Regions from separate parts of the Mus musculus genome. Here regions 2, 3, 4 and 5 are each linked to region 1. A link is a contact called in public HiCAR-type, HiChIP or PLAC-seq and promoter capture Hi-C data. All regions are on one chromosome and are shown on one strand. The core of a region is the stretch at or near the end of the contact, and the rest is flanking DNA. Distances in the headings are between cores, read along the strand shown. Region 1 holds the start of Ndufa11 (NADH:ubiquinone oxidoreductase subunit A11). Region 2 holds the start of Fsd1 (fibronectin type 3 and SPRY domain-containing protein). Region 3 holds the start of Chaf1a (chromatin assembly factor 1, subunit A (p150)). Region 4 holds the start of Plin5 (perilipin 5). Region 5 holds the start of Vav1 (vav 1 oncogene).

Evidence for each region. HiCAR-type assays count read pairs that join an accessible place to other places. HiChIP or PLAC-seq counts read pairs in DNA pulled down with a chosen protein or histone mark. Capture Hi-C pulls out chosen DNA fragments and counts their contacts.
Region 2: a HiCAR-type map of astrocytes shows a contact between it and region 1, with 2.4 times the contacts expected there. The contact joins the promoter of Fsd1 here to the promoter of Ndufa11 in region 1. A contact is called at or near these places in 1 of 115 datasets of contacts at active chromatin or transcription factors (astrocytes) and 3 of 9 other capture datasets (adipose tissue, liver and pancreatic islet).
Region 3: a contact with region 1 is called in a promoter capture Hi-C map of adipose tissue, with 4 times the contacts expected there. The contact joins the promoter of Chaf1a here to the promoter of Ndufa11 in region 1. A contact is called at or near these places in 9 of 39 promoter capture datasets (the C10 cell line, the HPC-7 cell line, cranial neural crest and 4 more), 3 of 484 Hi-C or Micro-C datasets (B cells, muscle stem cells and regulatory T cells), 4 of 115 datasets of contacts at active chromatin or transcription factors (embryonic stem cells, extraembryonic endoderm stem cells, large pre-B cells and 1 more) and 2 of 9 other capture datasets (adipose tissue and liver).
Region 4: a contact with region 1 is called in an H3K4me3 HiChIP or PLAC-seq map of embryonic stem cells, with 8 times the contacts expected there. The contact joins the promoter of Plin5 here to the promoter of Ndufa11 in region 1. A contact is called at or near these places in 8 of 39 promoter capture datasets (3T3-L1-derived adipocytes, the C10 cell line, cranial neural crest and 5 more), 1 of 484 Hi-C or Micro-C datasets (embryonic stem cells), 7 of 115 datasets of contacts at active chromatin or transcription factors (astrocytes, bone marrow-derived macrophages, embryonic stem cells and 2 more) and 4 of 9 other capture datasets (adipose tissue, embryonic stem cells, liver and 1 more).
Region 5: a contact with region 1 is called in a promoter capture Hi-C map of adipose tissue, with 2.8 times the contacts expected there. The contact joins the promoter of Vav1 here to the promoter of Ndufa11 in region 1. A contact is called at or near these places in 1 of 484 Hi-C or Micro-C datasets (CD4 T cells), 2 of 115 datasets of contacts at active chromatin or transcription factors (bone marrow-derived macrophages and large pre-B cells) and 1 of 9 other capture datasets (adipose tissue).

What each region holds. Positions count from the first base shown.
Region 1 is chr17:56,715,969-56,719,302 of GRCm38.p6, reverse strand. Ndufa11 (NADH:ubiquinone oxidoreductase subunit A11) reads right to left here and starts at 1,541. Exons shown (of 4, transcript NM_027244.1): 1 at 1,361-1,541. The coding sequence starts at 1,463. Vmac (vimentin-type intermediate filament associated coiled-coil protein) reads left to right here and starts at 2,382. Exons shown (of 2, transcript NM_178926.3): 1 at 2,382-2,669. The coding sequence starts at 2,479.
Region 2 is chr17:55,984,635-55,987,968 of GRCm38.p6, reverse strand. It overlaps Fsd1 (fibronectin type 3 and SPRY domain-containing protein), which reads right to left and starts at 1,458. Exons shown (of 13, transcript NM_183178.2): 1 at 1,316-1,458; 2 at 131-226. The coding sequence starts at 1,330.
Region 3 is chr17:56,038,820-56,042,153 of GRCm38.p6, reverse strand. It overlaps Chaf1a (chromatin assembly factor 1, subunit A (p150)), which reads right to left and starts at 1,738. Exons shown (of 14, transcript NM_013733.3): 1 at 1,603-1,738. The coding sequence starts at 1,642.
Region 4 is chr17:56,115,817-56,119,150 of GRCm38.p6, reverse strand. Plin5 (perilipin 5) reads left to right here and starts at 1,853. Exons shown (of 8, transcript NM_001077348.1): 1 at 1,853-2,068; 2 at 2,262-2,322; 3 at 2,698-2,893. The coding sequence starts at 2,025.
Region 5 is chr17:57,277,287-57,280,620 of GRCm38.p6, reverse strand. Vav1 (vav 1 oncogene) reads right to left here and starts at 1,521. Exons shown (of 27, transcript NM_011691.4): 1 at 1,220-1,521. The coding sequence starts at 1,423.

The sequences.
Region 1 (3,334 bases), core at 292-2,791:
TTAGGACACAGGGAAGAATTTTCAAAGCTGACATAATTGTCCACTTCCTCCCTCAGTAGCTCTGACATGGCACCTCTGGCAAGGGCCTGCCTACTCTCCACATCTACCCAAGACAGACTCCAGCCAGACACCAAGAGTGCACACAGTCCTCCTCTGGATCAACACCCATGTTCTCTCCATGGCCTCCCTCACAGAGATCTGCCTGCCTTGCCCCCCAAGTTCTGGGCTCAAAGGCATGCACCACCACGACTAGGCTTGTTCTGTCTGTTTTAAAATCCCCCAATCACCTGACCCTACAACACCTGCTTTGTGGGAGCAAAGCCTTGGGTAAACTCATGAATGTGAGGCCTGTGGACACACCAGAAATATATGACTGAATGAGGCCTTGAGGGATAGCATAAGTGAGTGAATGAACTAGGCATGAGGGGGCACCTTAAGAGTCTCAAATGCCAAAGGTAACCCCATGACAGCCTTAAAAGGACATCTGACCTTCCAAACAAGTGTGCCCTATTTGGAATCTTCCAGAATCAGGTCCTCATGATGATGCATACTTTTAATCTGGGAATTCAGGAGGCAGAGGCGGGACACTTTCTTTGAATCCCAAGCCAGCCTGGGTTACATAGGGAGATCATGTCCAAAATAATAGTAAATCATGCTGGAGAGATGGCTCTCTCTCAGTCCTGGAGAAATAGAACAGCCCTTCCACATTACCTGGGTTCAACTCTCAGGCCCCACACGGGCACCTCACAACTGTCTGCAGCTCCAATTCCAGAGAATCGGACACACAAGACATACAGGTAACACACCAATGAGCGTAAGACAAAACTAAATCACTTTAAATCATTTAAAAATAAGAGCAAATTAATAGGTTCCGTGGTGGCGGAAAATAGAAACAAAACAAAACAAAACAAAAATAACAAAAACATCTTCCAGAGGCTAGATTGGGGTGTAGCCCTGTCATCCCAGCACTCGGGCAGCTGAGGCAGGAGGATCATGCAGGCCAGACTGGAGACAGGAGAATCAAGACCTCAAGGCCATCCTCCGCTACACAGAGGGTTTGCAGTCTTGCCAAGGCAACCCTAGAACTTGTCTTCAAAAACTCCGATGACCCGATCACCCCTTAACCCTAAAAACTCCTGACGACGCTGAAATGACCTTCACATTTTCTCCAGCTTTTGCTCCCTGATATTGACCTACGACCTCTGAAGCCCCTAGGCACTGACGAGTCTACGCCCCTCAAAAGTCTCAACCTCTTCCGCCTTTACAGCCATTGCGCCCCGGCGCCCCAGGGACCTCCGCGCGCCCTCTGACCTTTGCTTCCAGACCTCCGCCCTCCGCCCGCCCACCGGCCCGCGCTCACCGCAAATGCCGCCTAAGGCCGTGGTGATGTAGGTCTTGCGATGACACTGGGTGCCGTCGGGGACCTCATGGTAAGATTCAAAGAACCGCTTCACCATCGCCATACCTAGCTGGGCTTGCTCGGCCGACCCTAAAGCGTCTGGGCGAACTCAAGGGTAGCCGGCTAGGTCAACTCTCGCGAGGTTTCCAGCGCGCAACTTTATTGAACGCCTTGGACGCAGACAAGGCGTGCGCGCATGCGCGCAGTGCAGGTTTGTACCGAGGTCTTATTAATCCCGTAGCAAGATCTGTGTCGTGCTCGGTCCACAAGTGAATCTGGACAGAGACGCCCGTGACGTCAGGAAAGGTAAACTGAGGCCATGAAGAAAAACGCCTCCAGCCCTAGCGAAGACGAGGTTTCTAGTACGGAGAATGTTGATAGTGCATCCAAGGATGGGATTGACAGGTCGCAGGACAGCCATTACACTGTCAGGCAGGTCAGCGATCGAAACTAACAGAAGGTAGGACAATCGCAGGGCAGATATTACAGCGCGAGGCTAGTGATACCCTAGTTAGCCGGAGCTGCACGGACGCGGCGGGACACAGCGCAAAAGCGGTTGGCTCGTCAGGGATCCGGACTGTGTAGGGGTGTGGTTTCATGCCCATCTCAATCAGGACCGCGTGTAACTATTTGGGGGCGTGGCCAGGCTGGGGGCAAGGGGACCAATCGTGAGGATTTAGCGTGAGGATTATAATTGACGGAGACCAGGCCCACTCTGCTTTGGTTTTAAGTCCTCGCTGCACTCGCAGGCACAGCCACACTCAGGAGCTGGTCCTGAAAGGGACGTGAACATTGGCTACGGGGCGTGGCCGCACTTAGTCCTGCCCCTGGTAGAAACGTGGCCAATAGTGAGAGCCCAAGAGGAAGCACACGCCTTCCTCCGGGGGGCGTGTCTTTCTTGACGTCACTTCGAAGTTGGGCGGGGCCTCTTGAGAAGGTTTAAATTAATGCAGCGGCAGCCTGGCAGCTGCATGTGAGGGAGGGGGTGGGGGGTGGGGGTCGGGCTCAGGGGCGGGGCTTCTTGCGTTGTGGGCGTGACCCGACAGGGCGGGGTGGGGCCTGCACGGCAGCCGGGGGCCATGTCTGCGCCGCCACCTCTGCAGATCCGGGAGGCGAACGCGCACCTGGCCGCCGTGCACCGACGCGCAGCGGAGCTGGAGAGGCGGCTGCTGGCGGCTGAGCGCACGATTGGTGCGCAGGCCGAGCGCCTGGCCTGCCACGACCAGCACCTGCGCGCCGCCCTGGATGAGCTGGGTCGCGCCAAGGACCGGTGAGGCCCTGGAGGAGGCCCGGCGGACATCCCAAAGGAGGCGGGTGGAAAGGGCTGGGAACCGAGAGCAAAAATTTCCGGAGCACTAAATGCCCGGCATCACAGCACTAGGAGGGCTGAGACTGGAGGATCAGGAGTTCGGGCCATCCTCGACTACATGGGGACTTTAGAGTATAGCCTGGGTTACTTGAGAGCATTTCAAACTGTTAAAATGAAGCCAGCTGTCCCACCCACAAGGCCGAGTCTGCCGGTAGGTGCAAGAGTATTGTGTCTGATGATCGAAGGAAGCTGCTGGGTAGGGGCCCACATCGGTAGACAAAGGCACAGAACACCCCTATATAGAATAGTCAGATCTGTGACAACCATTTGTGACCATGCGGAAGTCCTACCGAAGGACACACAAAACTGGCACTGTTTTGTTTTTTGAGAGAAGGCTGGCCTTAAAGGCACTATGTAGCTTTCAACCCCTGATCCTTCTGCCTCCATCTCTCGAGTGCTGGGATGACAGAGCGCCAGGCCTGCTGTGGGGCTGAGGGTGCTTTACCAATGACATCAATGGCTCTGTGTATAAAGACACTCGCCACTAAGAATGACAAAGAATTTGATCCCATGGGGCAGGAGGAGCGAACCAACTCTTGAAAATTGTACCTTGACTTCCACATGTT
Region 2 (3,334 bases), core at 209-2,708, 730 kb after region 1:
ATCTCACAAAAGAAAAGGCAAGGGCTATGCAGACGGGGAAACCAAGGTGTGGAGAGTCCCCAGCAGACAGAGGGGTGCCTCCTGGCCTCTCCCCTGCACCCACATCTGCAGACAGGAGCAGACTGTTCACCTCTACATTCAGCAACATCTGCTTCAGGGAGTAGATGAAGGTCTGCGTCTCCTCATTCTTCATGGCCAGGGTAGTGATGATTTTTCTTAGCGCCTCCTGGGGGACAGAAGGAACATGGGGCAGCAGGTTGGGGGAGCGCTGTCCTCCAGGAATACAGGTCTGATGTGAGGCTGTGAGATTCCCATAGTAGAGAAGAAAACTGGAGCCCACAGAGCCTCTCAGGGACAGACTTTGAGCACTGAGCTTATTTGGTTTTGACTTTGGGTGTGTGTGTGTGTGTGTGTGTGTGTGTGTGTGCACATATGTATGCATGCACATGCATGTGGAGGCCAGGGGTCAATGTTGGCTGTCTTCCTCTCTCAATGTCCACCTATTACTTGAGTATGGTTTCTCAGTGAGCCTGGTCTAGGCCAGCTGCCATCGAGCCCCAGGGATCCTCCTGTGTCCGTGTCCCTAGGGCTGGGGCTGTAGTGTATGCAGCTACACACTAAACTAGCTTCCTACGTGGGCGTTGGGAACTTGAACTCAGGTTCTCACATTTGCATAGCAAACACTTTACCCACTGAGACACCTCCACAGCTCCTTGTTCAGTTTTGGAGACAGAGTCTCACTGTGTAGCCTAGGCTAGTCTTGAACTAACATCTACCTCTTGCCTCTACCTCTAGAGGATAGGACACAGGAGTGTACCACCAGCAACCCAGGCCAGTAGGTGCATCTTTAAAGCTGAAGGTGAGCTGCACCGAGAGAGTAGTCTGGGCAAGGCGAGTCCCAGAGTCCAACTGAGTATATGGAGAAACAAACTTCTCCTGGGAGAGGCGTGATAGGCAGGGGTCCGCCTGGGAAGTGGACGGGTTTCACTTGGGCAGCTGGAAGGTCTTGCTTGTGAAGGACTGGGCAAGGAGAGGAGGATCCTCTGGGAAAGCAGGTGGAGGACACCAGAAGCCGGTTCCCACCCAGGGTGGTGGGGCTGGGCCCTGCGTAGCTTGGGTTGGTGACCTGTGGGGTGGATTAGGATCCCAGGCTAGGATGACGAGATGCTGAGGGAGGGCAGGAGCGGGGAGGAGAGGTAGGGGGTCTGCGTGTTAACAGGAGCCGCTGTGCGGGCGGCCCGTGCGGGGGGAGGGGCGCTGCGGCATCACCTGGTCCCCTCCCTGTTCCCAATCCCTGCATTTCTCCAGGTCCTACCCTCTGGTCTTCCATAGTTGCAGCCCCCTGTTGCCTTGGCCTGGCCGCGGGTCCCCTTCAGCTGGTTCTCCAAACCCTTAAAGTTCCTTGGACGCAGACAGCAGCCAACTAGCCTTCCGTGCCCTCGCCGCCTCCGCCGCCGCGCCCCCTGCTCAGCGCTCCATCACTACATGTACTACGCATGCGCGAGCGACCGGCGCTGCTTGGGAAATGTAGTTGTCTTCCTCCGGAGCTTGGGTTATCCCAGTGTAATACTGGGAGGGATGAGGAAGCCCTCAGGCGGAAGGCAGGATATCTGAGTTTGGCCTCTTATCCTGTCTTGTGAACTCAGGACTATCCCTTACTCACCTCAGATTGATCCGGTTTGCTATTCAAATTGGCACCCAGGGTGCCCACCCTTTCCTACCCTGAGAGCTGTCCTTCGGTGGCCCACATGCTTGCCACTTACTGCTTGTACAACCAACCAGAATAGAGCCATTATGGTCGCACAGTGAGACAAGGTCCTATACATCCCCCAAAGCCTCAGATTGTATCTTCCCCTAGAAACCTTTCTACCAGCCCTTGCTCTTCAGGGCTAGACATATTTATCTAAAGAGTTCATCTGCTATTAGCCCGGCAAAGGCTGAGGCAGAGTTTCTCAACCACATTGGGGTCAAATGACTTCTTCACAGGGATCGCCTAAGACCCTTGGAAAACAAAAATATTTACGTTATGATTCATAACAGTAGCAAAATTATGGGTATGAAGTAGCAATGAAAAATTTTATGGGTGGGGGGTCACCACAACATGAGGGACTATATTAAAGGGTTCAAGCATTAGGAAGGTTGAGGACCACCAGCCTGGGGCTTCATCAACCCCAGGGTCTTTAAACACTGCCCTCCCCCCACTCCTAAGAAAATAGGTCATGGTTGTGATTGGGTATGAGACAACTCTCTTGGTCAACTATTACAGTATTGGCCACTGACCCCAGAGTGGGGCTGAGGCTGGAAGTTGACTGTGAGAACCACTCACCACTCAAAGCCTCCGCTTCTGCCCAGACCTTGCAGGTGGCCATGAGAACCTGTAAGAGGCAGACTTGGCCTGGACAGGTTAAGACCACTTCATTCACAGAGAGGTCCTAACCTTCCAGCGGGAATGAAGATGGCATAATTGGCTGGGGATGTCTGTGCACTCACTGCCCACCAGGAGTTACAGCTGCCCTTATGGTTTGACTGAGAACAGGGTGACTTGATTTTCCTACCAGAGGAGGTCTCTCTCTCTAAAGCCCAGACTGGCCTGCAACTCAAGAGACTCCCTGCCTCTGCTTCCCGAGTGCTGGGATTAAAGGTGTGCGCACCACACCCGGCACAATGGCAACAGCGGTGACACTGATGGTTATTACCTGTGTGACCCCAAAGTTACCACAGAATTCTGCTGACATGGCCTAGCCCCATGCCCAGAACTGCAGACTGCAACAAGGGAAAGACTTGAGACCCCGGAACTTAGACAGGGGATTCCTAACTTATGTTGCCCAGGCTGGCCTTATACTCCACGTGTAGCCAAGGCTACCCTGTGTGAAGGTATTAGATTCCTTAGAACTGGAGTTATGGATAGTTGTGAGCTGCCATGTGGGTGCTGGGAGTTGAACCAGGTCCTCTGGAAGAGCAAACAGTGCTCTTTAGTGCTGAGCCATCTCTCCAGCCTTACCCTGGAAGTCTTGATCCTCCTGCCTTTACTGTGTTGGGATAACAGGTGTGCCCCACCATGTTTGTGTTAGGGGGTGCTAGAGTTGGAACCCAGGCCTTGTGTGCTCTGGAAGAGTGCCCACCCCACTGAGCCCTGGGCTCTCATCTCTCACCACCCCTCTGTCTCACACTCTGCCCTTGCTTTTCCTCTGCATCCTTTGTATATTTCTGTAGAATCTTCAAAGAGGTTTCCATTTCCACCACCCCAGTCTCTACACTCACAGATAAATGCATACTCCCTTTTGGATGTAGAATACTTTGAGAGAAACTGAGGCATGGGGTGGAAGGTACTCAG
Region 3 (3,334 bases), core at 489-2,988, 680 kb after region 1:
TCTTGATTGTCTTGAACTTGCTATGTAGATCAGGCCGGCCTCAAACTCAGAGATCCACTTGCATCTGCCTCTGAGTGCTGCTGGGATTAAAGGTGTGTGCCACCACACCCAGATGAGAACCTGCCATAGGTAAATGCCTTGGGTGCATAGAAACTCCATCAGTAATTTGGGGTGAATTCCCATACATTTTGCTAATGTTGCATGCAATTCAGACTTAAGCTTTCCTACAACCTCAGCTATCCAGAGTAGAAACAGCCCAGGCACACCAACTTAGAGACTCGGACCCCCAGAACACTCTCCCTTCTTCTCATTTGAATGGAAGGTAACATCACCTCAATTTTCTATTTTAAAAAAAAAAGCCACCCCCCCCCGAAGGACACTTTTTTCTTTAAAAGTTTTATTCCACTTTAATTAATTTATTGGATACAGGCTTGTGGAATTGATTCTCTTCTTCCCAGGATACAATTCAGGTGGTCAGAGGCCAGATCAACCTGAAATTCATCATCCTCCTGCCTCAGCTTCTAGGATGCTGAACTGCAGGTATGAACTGCTACACCAAACTGGTCTTTATTGCCAGAGCAATAGTGTCGGTTTTAAACGTTCCACCTTGGTTAAATAAAAACAATGCTCCATGAGAGTCCAGGAATTGTACGACTATTAATGCCCACATAAAATTCTCAAGCCAGTCAGAACAACAGCTCCAGCCTTCCTGGAATACCAGGCTGTGAAGGGTGTGTGTGTGTGTGTGTGTGTGTGTGTGTGTGTGTGTGTGTGTGTGTATCTTTGATGATCAGAACTGTAAAAGGGGCCAGAGTTATCCCAGAAGTGGATGGAGATTGAGGATGCGGCTCTCCATCCTGAAATTGGCCATCCCCAATTCCCCTCATCTCCGAGCTTGCAGACTAGTGTAATGTACCCAGAAGGGCTGTCTAGTCAGTGGTGCTCAATTGGAGAAATCTTAGTCTATCAGGACCGACCTCGTCTTTTCCAGCCCCTCAATCGTTCAACACACACTGGGGATACAATTTAGCGGGGAATAGGCACCCCACATTTCGGGAAGCCTACCGCATGCTACAAAGACTCCTAACACGTACCCGACTGGTCCATACCACACTCACAAAGGGCCCCTTTTCGGGACCCAGAAAGGGTTCCTGGCTATGCTTTAACCACCCAAACCGACCTTCCTGGACTAGCCCTGCCCCGCAGAGTTGCTGCTACTCTGGTGTCCAGAGCTCAAGTGAGCACGGGCCTCAATTTCCCCGCCCATTGCAAAGGTCCGAACTGCTCTGGAATTCACAAACGCACTTAATAACTTGTACGACTGACTTTTCTTCTCCTTGCCCTCAGTTTCTCCACTTGCTGCTACAAGATCCAATTGATTTCAAGAGGACACAAGCACTCAGGATCCATCAAATCCAACTCGGGGCCTCGGTTTCCCCATTTACTCCAGCTATTTAGGCGACACAAGATGCCTTCGGGAGCTTGCGAAGCTGACTCTTCCCCCTCCCCGAGGCCTCAGTTTCCTAAGAGCCCTCCCTTCTCCTGGTCTCCGCCCCGAGGCCACTTAGGCTTGGATCCGCTCCTTTAGGCAGTTTCACCCACCCGCGGCTGTCCGCGTCGCGGCCTCCGGCTCCTCCAACATCTCCGCGACGGCGGCGGCGGCGGCGGCGGCGGCGGCGGCGGCGGCGGCTCAGGCTTCAGTCGGGCGGCCAGGCTGCACACTCCGCCTCCCACCGGTGTCACTTCTGCTGCCGCCGCGGCCGCCGCGCTCGTATTTGGCGGGAACCGCGGCAACCACCGCGGCCCGCGCGCCGATTGGAGGAGCTTGCGTCACGTGACACCTCAGCCTCCGGAAAAAGAGGTGCACTCAGTACGTCCTCGCGAGAACTTCGGTTTATGTGCTAGAAAATCCCGCGGGAGGCGGATGAAGGCTCCTTTCCGGCGGTTCAGGAGCTGCTGGGAAGATCTGCATTTCTATTGATCCTAAGAAATGTCAATCTAAAATATCAGCGTTTGCACACCCCCCACACCCCTTTTATTGGCTATATGCGTTCCAGGAGGTGGGAAGGGTACGTTTAGATTAGTAGTGACAACTTGAAATTACCCATTGGAAGAGTAATGGGAATTAAGGTATAATAGTGACGGGTTGAAAGTAGCCATTGTAATTAGAGAATTACTTCCTTTAATTTTATTTCTTGCATTAATTTCTCTTTTAACTATAATTTTTTTTCGAGACAGGGTTTCTCTTTGTAGCCCTGGCTGTCCTGGAACTCACTCTGTAGACCAGGCTGGCCTTGAACTCAGAAATCTGCCTACCTCTGTCTCCCAAGTGCTGGGATTAAAGGCGTGTGCCACCATTGCCCGGATATAAACTCTTTCTAAAAATGTTACAGCTGGGCATTTCATTTTTGAAATGATGAACCACTTTTTAATAAATTAACAATTTGCTTTATTTTAAAATTAGGAATGTTTTTCTATTGTAAAATTATAAATCTTTTCAACCATATATTCCTTCTTTTCGTGTAAATTACTTTGAAGAATATTAAATGAAAAAAATTGAGTCTGGTGCTTCATGCTTTTAATCCTAGTACTTGGGATTTACAAGCAGGTGGATCTCTGAGTTCGAGGACAACCTGATCTACATAGCAAGATCCAAGACAGCCAGTGATACGATGTATAAAAAAATGTTTTTCAGCCGGCCTTTAATCCCAGCACTCTGGAGGCAGAGGCAGGTGGATTTCTGAGTTTGAGGCCAGCCTGGTCTGCAGAGTGAGTTCCAGGACAGCCTGGGCTATACAGAGAAACCCTGTCTCAAAAACAACAACAACAACAAAAGAATAATTGCCTCTGTCTTTTGTTTTTGTTTTTAATTTTAAGACAGAATCTCACTATGTAGCCTTGCTGATCTGGAACCCAATCACTAGTTTCTAAATCTTTTCTTGTTGTTGTTGCTGCTGTTGTTAGGTGGAGGAAGAAACCTTTCTTTATCTGCAAACAGCTCGAATGCCTGCAACAGTTTTCTTGAAGCTGTGGCTAGTAAGTGGGTTATTTAGCTAATGAATTAGTTGTATGAATTGCTTTTGGGCCATGGGCTCAGTGAAGGTAAGGAGTGCTCTAGTGTCACGGACCTCATCAAATCTCTGACTTGCTGAAGAATATAATTTGATTGAATTGTGTGGGTCTCGTGGAGCCAATCCTGCTGTCAAGGACCTGTCAGCCCTGTATTTGGGAGGTGAAGGCAGAAAGATTAGGAGTTAAAGGCCACGGTGAGCTAAGTACCAAGTTTGAAGCCAGCCTCCACCATCTCAAAACATATAAAATAAAGAGCACCCTT
Region 4 (3,334 bases), core at 604-3,103, 600 kb after region 1:
AAGCACTTTACTGACAGTGACTGCTCTCCAGATCCTTCCCACTGTATAGCCCTGACTCTCCTGGAACTTGCTCTGTAAGCTGGCTGGTCTCAAAGTCAGAGGTCCTCCTGCCTCTACCTCCTGAGTGCTGGGATTAAAGTCCTGCATCACAACCCAGCTTTAGTTTTTTTCACCCCCTAGACAGAGGGACTCTGCCCATTGAGAGGCAGGGGTGTGGATTTTTTTTTTAAAGGCCCGGTTTCATATTGCCCAGGCTGGCCTCAAATTTGCTATAAGCCTAGGGTGATTTGAGCTCATGATTCTCCTGTCTCCACCTTGTGGCTCTGGGTGACAAGCATATGACTGGGCAAAACTAGGCTTCTCACCCCAGTCCTGCAGAGGGAGCTGGGGAGAGTGGGTTAAAACTTGGGTCTCAGTTTGCTGATCTGTAAAATGGGGTCAGAACTGACAGGCTTAACAGCTCTCAGGATTAAACAGCAGATTAAAAATAAGATGGAGGCCAGAGAGACCACCCATGGCTTAACAGCTCAGGCTGGAGTTCCAGTCCCAGCATCCACATGATAGCTCAAGGTCACATGTTACTCCAGTCACAGGGGGTCTGTCAACTTTACTGGCCTCTGTGGGGATCAGGCATCTGTGGATCATGACAGATGGAACATATCAACAAAACACCAGGACACATAGACGTAATAATAATAATAACAAAGGAAGTGGGCCTCAGAAGGCAGTCAGCCGAGCACCCACAGATCTGGGTTCACGCCCAGCACCACATAAACATGTGTGGTGTGGCACATCTGTTGTCTTAGCCACTGGGTGGTGCGTTCAAGGTCATCCTTGGCTATGTGGTTACTTTGAGGCTATCCTGGGCTATATAGTGAGTTCTGGTCAAGTCTTGACTACAGAGAGAGAGTCTGAATCAAACAAAACAAACGGAAAAGACTGAAGAATGAGAAAGTCGCCGGGCGTGGTGGCTCATGCCTTTAATCCCAGCACTTGGGAGGCAGAGGCAAGGTGGATTTCTGAGTTCGAGGCCAACCTGATCTACAAAATGAGTTCCAGGATAGCCAGAGAAAACCTGTCACAAAAAACAAAACAAAACAAAACAAAAAAAAAACAACAAAAGAAGAAGGAGGAGGAGGAGGAGAAAAAAGGAGGAGGAGAAAAAAGAGGAGAAGGAGAAGGAGAAGGAGAAGGAGAAGGAGAAGGAGAAGGAGAAAGAAGAAGAAAAGTCCTCAGTCGCCGGGCGGATTTCTGAGTTCGAGGCCAGCCTGTTCGGTCTACAGAGTGAGTTCCAGGACAGCCAGAGCGATACAGAGAAACCCTGTCTCGAAAAAACCAACCAACCAACCAACCAAAAACCAACCAACCAACCAACCAACCAATCAAACAAACAAACAACAACAACAAAAAGAAAGTCCTCAGTCCTAGTCTGAGGTCAGCCATGGTGACTGGACCAGGATTCAGCGTCCCTGAGCCGCTATGGCAACCATGGCGCCTGTGGGGGGCGGGGAAGCTCCAGATCCACCCCCGGCGGCGCCTCATTGGCTCGCGTGCGGAGGCCCCACCCAGACCTGCTATAAGGACGGAGGGCTGACTCAGGTGGGAGCGCCGGGGGGCGGATACACGCGGGATCTGAGCTCTGCACCCAGGTGAGGGCGCAGGCGAGGGTAGAGGGTGGGGTAGGGATGGCCCTGACCCAAACTCGGCAGGGTGGAAGTGGCGGGGGTGAATGCGAGGAGCCACAGGCACAGCAGGTGGCAGGACCCTTGGCCCAGTGGGCCCGGGCCCAGGACCCAGTTGGGCGGGGCCCAGGCGCAGAGGACAGTGGGACGGCCATGGTGGGGATACATAGGGCATGAGCCCTGAGGTCAGCGTCCCTGTCACCGTGGACAGCTGAGGGTGACCTCGGAGCTCCACGTGCAATCTTTGCCTCAACTTTCCTGCCCGTCAAAGGGATCTGATTCTCTGACCGCTGCCCCCACCTCTGCAACGGGGGCTGGTGTGCGGGTCTGTCCCTACTGGAAATGGACCAGAGAGGTGAAGACACCACCCTAGCGCCACACAGCAGGTAATGACATTTGAACTCATCCTCGTCCCACCAGGGCCCACGCCTGTCCTCCCACAAAGTCATAGATTTTTCATTGTATACCTTCTGTGTGTTGGGCCTTGTACATGCCTTGCTGATGGACCCCAGAATACTCCACAGGGCTGACTCTCAGGGTTTCCCTCTCTTTCTGTGTCTTACCCCCCCCTCCCCCCAGAATGTCCGGTGATCAGACAGCTCAGGACCCTGGATCCAGCCTGGGAGAACTGGACCAGCAGGTAAAGAAGGACGACAGCAGGGGGCTGGGGGGTTCGTGGCTGGGTCCCTGCCCGACCAAGGTCCAGTCCCTTCTCATAGCTCCAGGTGTCACCTATTGTAGTCACTACAGTGATAGCATCAAACTTAGGGTACAATTACACCTGTGGGGAAACTAAGGCCCCAAGCAGTCAGGTCTTTCTCCAGACCTGTGTGCAGGTCACCCAAACAGCCCCCCTTCCCGCCCTGGCCTCATCTGTAGGTCCAGAAGTTGCCCTGTTGCTGTGTGTGTGCTGCATGCTGCAGCCTTTGGTAGGCGACCTGCTTTGTGTCCCCCAGCCTAGCACAATGAAGGGAATCGGGGTATGGCTGTGCCCTGATGTAACTGTTCTCTGCAGAATGTGGTGAATCGAGTGGTGGCTTTGCCCCTGGTCAAGGCCACGTGCACTGCCGTGTCCAGTGCTTACAACTCGGCCAAGGACAGGCACCCGCTGCTGGGCTCCGCCTGCCGCCTTGCTGAGCACTGTGTGTGTAGTGTGACTACCTGTGCCCTGGACCACGCACAGCCACTGCTGGAGCACCTGCAGCCCCAGTGTGAGTCTAAGTCCCTACCATAGTCCCTACCACCTTGGTCTGTAGTCAGTCTCTGCTATCTTCAGAACCAGGTGTCCCTCCCAGGCCCATTCACAAATGCTTCCCCACACCTCTCTTTTTAAAAAATTTCTGAGTTAGGGTTTTGCTCTGTAGCCCAGATTGGCCTGAAATGCTCAGCAATCCTCCTGCCTCAGCCTTCTGAGTGCTGGGATGATGCACCACCACACGGTTTATGCTGTGCTGGGATCGACTCCACACGTAGTGAGTCCAAATCCCTTCTTGGGTCCTCTCTAGGTCCCTAATTCTGTCCACCCCCCTGCCCTTTCCAACCTTCGGGGTCATCCTTGTCTCCTAAGGTCAGGTCACTGGTTCAGAGCTCCCACCTGACTTGACAAGAAACCCTTGACTGACTGTGTGACTGAAGAAGTAGTTCCCTGTGGG
Region 5 (3,334 bases), core at 272-2,771, 560 kb before region 1:
AAGAGTCCCATAGCTACTTCCTCAAGCCCTGAAAGCTACTGAAGTTCAAGCAAATGTAGGCAAATCTCTGCTGACCCCTAGCCAGCCAGAGGGACGGTCCATGGGGGACAGTGGGTGCTCTGTTCCCTACTTCCTTCAGAGGACTCACAACAGCTTCAGAGACTGCTGGCTCACTGACAACCCCAGAAATACCCTGGAGACTGCAGCAGGCCATTCTTAAAGTAACTCCCGTCTTCAACTCCATGGGACCCCTCGCATGAAGGGAAGAAACTAGGCTCTGACCCCGTTGCTCATCATTTCTAGGGACAGCCTCCTGGGACTTGGAAAAACAGGCTGTACAGGACTGGCAGACTGAGAGCAAGAGGACAGACAGACAGACAGATGCCCCCTACACCAAGGATGTGTCCTTCAGACCCCATGGCAAGGCCATGTTCCCTTAGATACAACTCATGTCCCTCACACCCCACGGTAAGGCTGTGGATCCCTTTGACTTGAACCTATACCTTTCATTTCTAGGGCTATCAGCCCTCCCCCCGAAACCCAGCATCCCTGGGGAAGCAGAGAAAAGAGTACAAAGCCACCAGTCACCTTTCACCACCACCCCAGCCACATTCAAATAAGGATTTGAATACATTTTCTAGGCTCACCGGGGCATAGTCTGACCATGCCTCCACTTGAAACACGGAGAGTGCACAGATGTCAAACTCAGGGACACCCAGGGCCTTGTTAGGACCCTAGGCCTGGGCCCTGCACTTCAATGGGCCCTTCCCGAAATAGGTAGAGTTGGGATGCCACAGGGTCTCGCATTGCAGCCCCCAACACTCCACGCCACACAGCACAAAGCCCTGGCAGGAAATGGAGGTGAAGGAAGATGTGAGGAGGAGGGGGGCAGAAGAGGTGGAAGAGGAGGAGCCACCGGTGGGGGAGAAACTGAAGGCCTCTCTCTCTTGAATCTGGTTCTCCAACCTCATGCACCCTCTTGGCTAACTACGAGGCAACAAGATACCTCTTAGGACCCCTTTAAATGGATCTCAACAGAGTCAGCTGGGGGCGGGGCGGGATAGGGAGATTTCCCCCTAAATTTGCTGGGACAGCTGCAAGCCAACCAAGAGTGTACAAACCCACCCAGAGCTCCGTTCTGCTCGACACCTCTCCATAGCCAGAGCCGGGCCTACCAGCCTTTATCCAGTCGGGCCCTAGCATCACCCAGCAGACTCACCTGGGACATCTGGGGCCGCAAGTTAACCTCGCGAAGATTAATGGCCTGGGGAAGCAGGTTGTTAAGCAATTGGCACAAGAGGACACCGTCCCGCAGTGCCTGTGCCAGCTCACACACCTGGGCCCCCTCCCAGGTCACACGGTGGCTGGGAGGCAGCACCCGACACTGGATCAGCCAGTGGGTGCACTGTCGCCAGAGCTCCATGGTGGCTGCCGGCCTCTCACTTGGCCCCTCGGGGAGGCCCCGTGCACCCTCGTTCCTTCACCACCGCCGCCGCCTGCCCCAGTGGGGACAACTACAACACCACTTCCTCTTCTGTGACTGTAACTGTCGCCCCGGGGTGGGGGTGGGGAGGAGCTGTGGGGCGGAGGGGGAGCAGCATCTGCAGTTACGCCCTCACAGCTTCCACTCACTGGTGTGACCTCGTCTTTCTCCACCTACACTGAGCAGACCTGGGCACCTGCTGAACTAAGGTGCCACTATCTCATCCAGCCGTAGGCACCTAGGCTGTCACCTCCTGTCTCCTCCTGGTCCCCAGTCTACGGCCCTGATCTCTCACAGCCTTTTGCCCCTGCAGCAGCCAAAAGGGACCACTGAACACTGAGTCAAGTCTCAACCATTCTTCCACCACCCATAACCCTCCTGGTTCAACCTTGCTTTGGGGCCAAAACTCATGTCTTTCCTGCACCCCACAAGGCCCTGTTCACCCTGCCCCAACCCCTGCCAGCCTCTTCTCCTCTCTCTGTTCTTCACTCCCTGACCTCCATCCTGCCCCAGGGCCTTTGCACTTGTGCCCACCACCTGACAGAAGACACTAATTCACTCCATCACTTCTTACATGTTACTTTTTGATTACTGAGTGCTCAGCCATAGATGGGACATCTATACCACCACCAGCCCGAGGCTCAAGGGAGAAGGAACAGAAAGTCGGTAAGAGTCGGGGGCGGGGGATGTGAAATGCTATCTCCAGGGCATACCCATGGCCACTACGCTCATGAACTCCGTGCAGTTATGGTGGCAGCACAAGACAAAGCCAGGAGGGAGCCAACATGCCCACAGGCAGCAGTAATGGATGCAAAGGGTTACAAAAGAGCAAGAAAGTGGGGATAAGGTAAAGAGAGTCCACTCTCATTCGGAGTCAGAGGGGAGTTGAGGGTGGGTAGGACGAAGATAGGTTGTTAACATGTAGGAAACTGCCAACAAATAGAACTATAATAAACATTAGAAAATATATTCTACTTTGAAAGCCATTTCACTTTTATTACATATATATATGTGTGTGTGTGTATATATATACATATGTATGTGTGTATGTGTGAAGGTACATGTGGGGCACAGTACATGTGTGGAGGTCAAAGGTTAACATGGGGGAGTAGGTCCTCTTTTTTTTTTTTTTAAAGATTTATTTATTTATTTATTTATTATATGTAAGTACATTGTAGCTGTCTTCAGACACTTCAGAAGAGGGGGTCAGATCTTGTTACGGATGGTTGTGAGCCACCATGTGGTTGCTGGGATTTGAACTCTGGACCTTCGGAAGAGCAGTCAGGTGCTCTAACCCACTGAGCCATCTCACCAGCCCAAGGGAGTAGGTCCTCTTTCCACCATGCAAGCCCCAACGATTGAGCTCAGATCATTAGGCTTGGTAGCAATCACCTTTGCCCACAGAGCCCTCTCACCCTCACCACCCACTTTTCCTTTTTTCTTTAAAACTTGTATGTGTGTGTGTGAGAAAGAGAGAGAGAGAGAGAGAGAGAGAGAGAGAGAGAGAGAGAGAGAGAGAACACTATGGCGTGTGTGTTGAGGTGGCAGGACAGCCTCAGTGTAGACCCTCTCTTCCACATACTTAACATAGAGTCTCTCTTACTCCTGGGCTAACTGCTCCTGGCTAGCTGAACTTCCAGAATTGTCTCTGCCCCCATCTCGTCTTAGGAGCACTGAGATTAAAGAGCACAGACTACCTCCTCCTGCTTTAATTGTGCCCTAGGGATTTGAACTCTTGTCCTCTCATTTGAGTAGCAAGCATTTGACTGAACCATCTCCCCAGCCCCCAAATGTCATTTTTTTTCCCTTAAGTCTTCCTAAATTTTAAGCCACAGCCCTCCTCCACCCTTA